Linked DNA regions of Mus musculus: region 1 is linked to region 2. A link is a contact called in public HiCAR-type data. All regions are on one chromosome and are shown on one strand. The core of a region is the stretch at or near the end of the contact, and the rest is flanking DNA. Distances in the headings are between cores, read along the strand shown.

Evidence for each region. HiCAR-type assays count read pairs that join an accessible place to other places.
Region 1: a HiCAR-type map of kidney shows a contact between it and region 2, with 4 times the contacts expected there. The contact joins the enhancer-like site here to the promoter of Pdzk1ip1 in region 2. A contact is called at or near these places in 1 of 15 datasets of contacts at CTCF or cohesin (liver), 3 of 484 Hi-C or Micro-C datasets (cortical neurons, myocytes and pancreatic cancer cells) and 1 of 115 datasets of contacts at active chromatin or transcription factors (kidney).

Annotation. Positions count from the first base shown.
Region 1 is chr4:115,279,093-115,281,792 of GRCm38.p6, forward strand. No RefSeq gene overlaps it. Among named protein-coding and RNA genes, the nearest start is that of Cyp4a12a, 19 kb to the right of the region's middle. Within about 2 kb of position 1,424, at least 37 of the 459 cell types and tissues checked have an H3K27ac peak or open chromatin away from gene starts, as enhancers often do. A contact at or near this core is called in kidney, liver and pancreatic cancer cells, where this site is marked.
Region 2 is chr4:115,087,455-115,090,154 of GRCm38.p6, forward strand. Pdzk1ip1 (PDZK1 interacting protein 1) reads left to right here and starts at 1,254. Exons shown (of 4, transcript NM_001164557.1): 1 at 1,254-1,758. The coding sequence starts at 1,491.

The DNA.
Region 1 (2,700 bases), core at 174-2,673, 190 kb after region 2:
AAAGATTACACTCAGATTCAGCACTCTCTAGTGTTCGTGTCTGTCACTCGACGACTCCTTGCCCACCTGAGTACCAGAACCCTGATTTTTTTTCCCAAGGCTGAGGGACCCCAAATGGGTCTGCCCATGGTACCATGTCATGAGAAGCCGCAATCCTTGACACTTTTTATGATACTCTGTTAGGTGTAAAAATAGGAATCTAGCATGGCTGCCCTCTGAGAAGCTCCACCCAGGATTTGACTCAGACAGTTACAGACATCCACAGCCAAACAGAGCTTGGGATGCTTATGGAAGAATAGGAGGAAGGAAACTGGCTCCTAAGGGGATAGGAACTCCACAGGAAGACCAACAGGTTCAAGTAACCTACCCTTGGGGCTCTCAGAGACTGAACCACTAACCAAAAAAAAAAAAAAAATACAGGAATCAGGTAATATTTACAGTAAAGATAAAACCACCCTGCCTAGGGTCAGCTAATGACAGCTGAGGATTTCACACCCTAGTCACAATTTGTGCCTTTGAGCCTTGTGAAAGCTAGCACCAGGGGGTTCTTCTCTAGCAGACCTTCTCATGAATAATAAAATACCACAACCCCCTATTTCCTAGGCCCTGATAAATTCTTGTATGACTGTAACTTGGCTGTTCTTTTAAGTATCTGTGGAGAATCTCCATTTGTCAGAAGAATTCACCAACTTGCTTCTAATATGCAATGTAGCCTGCTATACCTGGCTGTAGTGAAGATTCCTGTCTCAGTGGGATTCCCTAACTTTTACATGGTAAACCCACCTATTAGCTAGGCCATTGTGTATTCCCTTGTTTGGGTAAGATTGGCTACTGTCCCAAGTAATCACTCTGCAGACCAGCCCTGAGCTATTCCAGCTCTGTTCTTTGTAATGCCTAATCAATTTCACCTTCTCTACTAGAAGTAAATTCGAATGTTACTGAATAGGTAACCTTCTGACTGAATTCCTACTGAATTTCAACTTTGTTGGCTTCAAGGATTTTCTGGAACCTTGGAACACTCGCGAAGGCTTAGCTATGTCAGAATTCAATCTTAAAAGGCACTTATAATGAAATAATACTAAAAGAGAGCACATGAATCCATACAACAGACTAACATGGGGATAGGGTATGAGTATATGGGTTATGAGAACACCAAGGTTCCAGGAGGTGAGTTTCTCTGAAACTTTTTGCCTCGTGAGTGCTCCCAGGCCTCTCATCCTGCCAAGCAAACTTCACTGGAGCGTGTGTAGCAGGACACAGTGTATGCATGTCAACTAGTCCTCATTGTATTCTGAGACCTTTGTATTTCAGTGCACAGAGTCTGTTTTCCTGAGCCAAGGTGTCTATAGGGACAGAAACACAGGGATGGTGAGCAGTGAGAGGTGGCATGGCACAGTCTGCCACAGTTACCCAGAATTCACAGCTGCCCATGGCCTCAACTGGGCCATCAGCTGTGGTTAATGTCAGTTTCCTGTGAAGCATTTCCTTTCTTCCTCTCTTTCTAGCCCCACATTGCATAACACCTGTAGGTTCTTGTTTTCCTGGATTGGTATGTGTGGTGGTTTGAAAGAGAATAACCTCCACAGGCTAATATGTTTGAATGTTTGGTCCCCTTGGAACTGCTTGGGAAAGATTAGGAGTGTGGCCTTGTGGAAGTAGATGTGGTCTTTTTGTAGAAAGTGTGTCACTGAAGGTGGGCTTTGAGGTTTCAAAAGCCCATGCCAGGCGCTCTCTCTCTCTCTCTCTCTCTCTCTCTCTCTCTCTCTCTCTCTCTCTCTCTCTCTCTCTCCTCGTCCTCCTCCTCCTCCTCTTCCTCCTCTCCTCCCATTCCTCTTCTTCCTCTTTCCTTCATCATCATCCCACAGCCTGTCTGTGACTCAGCACCATCCCGCTGACCTGCTGCCACACCCCTGGCCACCGTGATTATAACCTTCTGAAAATGTAAGCAAGTCCCCAATTAAACACTTTCTTTGTACTCTTAATCGCGTTCTCACGCCCGGCCAGGAAAGACGCAACAAACCAAAATCTTCTGCGGCAAAACTTTATTGCTTACATCTTCAGGAGCAGGAGTGCAAAAACCCCCAGCCCCAAAAGCGAAAAGCCCCTTCTATTACATCTTTAGGAGCCAGAGCTCCGGCGCTCGCGCTCTATTGTTTACATCTTTAGGCAGCGAGCGAGCGCAGGGCGCGCAGAGCCAGAGAGATGCCAGCGAGAGCGAGTGGCGGAAACCCATCCCCTTTTTTAGGAGCGTTATATTTCGCCTAGGACGCATCACTCCCTGATTGGCTGCAGCCCATGGCCGAGCTGACGTTCACGGGAAAGGCAGAGTACAAGTAGTCATAAAATACCCTTGGCACATGCGCAGATTATTTGTTTACCACTTAGAACACAGGATGTCAGCGCCATCTTGTGACGGCGAATGTGGGGGCGGCTCCCAACATTGTACGTTGCCTTGGTCATGGTGTTTTATCACAGCAGCAGAACAACTAAAGCAGTTTGTTTGTCCATACATGTTTATTTCTCAGCTAGGGGTAACAAGATACATCTGGTGGAATTTTGGGGATCACTTAAGTATATGATCATATCATCTGCAAATAGTGATATTTTGACTTCTTCCACTGCATGATAGTGTACAGCGACAGACAGGAAGATCAATGGAAGAGAATTGAATATCCAGAAATGAACCCACACACCTATGGT
Region 2 (2,700 bases), core at 4-2,503:
TGCCTTGGGACAAGCAATGCAGTGGATACCCTCACAAGTGTCATCCCATCCACAGTGCCCTGGCTGGTGTTTAATGTCGCAGCCACCCATTCTTAGCTTCCTTATTTCCTAAATCTGGTCAAGCCAGGTTGATATTGGCTTCTTCAGAACATAAACTTAGTCTCGTGTTGGACCAAGATCACAGGCTCTGTGTTTTGTAGTCGGGGACAGATGGGCATGATGACTGTGCCCTGGGGCTTTCTGAGTACCTGTCTGAAGCCAAGACAGCATGAAATCTCCTACCTGAGTGTGCACTGGAAAGGTCTGAGCATAACGTCCTTTTAGGAAACCATGCAAGCAACAGGGACTGCCAAAAAATCCTCTCCCCTCCTTTCCTTAGGAAGGGGGTCTAGCCTGCTCTTGCATCTCAACTCCTATATTCTAGGGTAGCTGGGACAAGGAGGTCCACCACGGACTTACACCCCAGACTTCAGTAGGTACTTGGGTCATCCCTAGTGTTTGGAAGGTCTGGCAGATGCTGTGTGTCCTGCTGGGTGGGAGATGTGCTTCTGCAATGCCTGGCCCTGTGATGTAGATTTCTGAGGGACAGATGAACTTCTCATGGCTATTCCTGTCTGTAGACTGCACCCGGGCATTTGGAAGTCTCAGGGAATGAGCAGAACAAAGGAAGATTGCTAAGACACGTGCATGAAGTAGGCATGCACACATAGGGGAAGCAGGCTCAGGGCTCCCACCTGCTTTGGACATTCCAGGGAACCACTGGTTGGAATGAAAGGAATGAGGCAGAACTAGCAAATATCCACCATGCTTCCCTCGTTAGTTTTAAGCAGGGTGCAGATCTCCATTTGATAAAATAAATAGGTCACTGAAGGTGGGAGATGTCTGCTGTGATGAAGGGAGGTGGATCTGAAGGCAGATGTTGAGACTTCTGACCAAGTCAAATCTTGTCTAAGGCCTGCCAGGTTATCAGGGACTGTGGGAACCAAGAGGGAATGTTGAACTGGGCTATAGGGAATCACCAGACTGGTCAGGGCTGGGGACTGTGAAGTGAGTCTCTGTTTCACGTGAGGTGGGGTCCCAGGGTCTGGCTTGGTGGGTCGGAAACAAGAAGTGAGTGGAGGGGCTGATGTAAGGAAAGCGGGCAGCTGAGCTTTCCCTGAGTCTTTTGTCCACAGATGTTTTCCTCTGGCTCCCTGAGCCAGCTAGAGCCTGTCTCAAGCCAACTGTCAGTCTTTCAAGAAGCCCCACCCACTGGGCTCATTCAAGGCAGGGCTGAAAATGTCACACCTTTCCCTGGGAGCCTAGCCCCATTGCCAGGAAAGGTGAGCTCAGAAGAAGACTTCTGAGGCAGAGTGAGTGTCGGAGAAGGCGGGGACTTTCCCCTTACTTCCCCAGTTCCCTGGGCCCACCCCCAGAACTGGTTTCTAAAGGGGTACCTTAAATGCCAGTTCGTCGGGCTGGGCATAAGCCAGGCCCGGCAGCTCATTTCCATGGGAGGAGGGCAGTTTCTCTTCACCAGTCTGCCAGTCCTTCCTCCCCGCCCTCTTTCCACTTCTGCCTTACCCAATCCAACCTCTCCTTTAGAGTCAGACTGCTCTCCAGCTGATCTCATACAAACACCCCAGACCTCCAGCAGCTCCAGGAGTCAAAAACACCAGCAGTGGACCGAGGTCCTACAGCTGCCTGCAGCCATGTTGGCCTTCAGTCTGCTCGTGCTGGGTCTGCTCGCGGAAGTGGCACCTGCCAGCTGTCAACAAGGTAGCACAGGACAGGGGTACCTGGGCTTCAGGGAGGAGAGGGGTGGCAGGAAAACAGTGACTGAGGTTGGATGGGGTGGTGTTTTGGAGGGTGAATACACACCACGGGGCCACAGTCCTCTGACTTAGGTTCTGTAATCGATTTGTTTTCCTTCGGGGAGAGGTGGGACAGCAGGGAATGTATGTGTTGGCTCTGGGGTTTAGGGGAGGAACAGGAATTGAGATCCAAACCTCACAGCAGGAATTGTCCCAGAGACAACTCAGTCCTGGGGCTAGAAACAGAGACTGGGACCAGTCCCAGTGCACCTTCAAATGCTTGCTCTGGATGGGGGCTAGGGGGTGGTGACATTAAAGGCATAAGCCCCTGGACTGGATGACCTAAGTCCTCTTTGTCACTTTCTCCATAGTCGTCCCACCGTGGGGGTACTCTTCACCAAGCTCTTTCTGTCTTGCTGTGTGGCCATGAGGGAATTCCTGTCCCACTCTGAGTCTTAGTTTTTTTTTTTTTTTTAATTCATTCTCAGTAAATCTTACCCTGCCCACCTCTCAGAGCTGCTGTTAGGTTGGAGGTATGAAAGGGTTTTGTACCAGAGAGATTGAGTAACTTATATAGATTCACGAAGAAACCGGTCCAGGACCATTTTTCTTCTGCTTTTGACTCTATCCCTTGCTCTATAAGCTCTCCCCATAGCCACAAGAGGAGGATGTCTGTGAGGAGTTAGCTGTAAGAGCCACAGAAGAAGGAAAATGGGAGGGGACCTCCCAGGGTTGTTCCCAATGCCTGAGCATCATAGACCAGAAAAAGTAATGGACCTGAGCCCAGGTTTCTTGGACAGAGTGGGAAGGATATCTCCACAACATGGGCCCTTGCAGAGCAATCATGTGCATCTTCTACTAGGGGTTGCTAACCTGGAGCTGCCATGGCTACAGCCCAGAGTTCCGT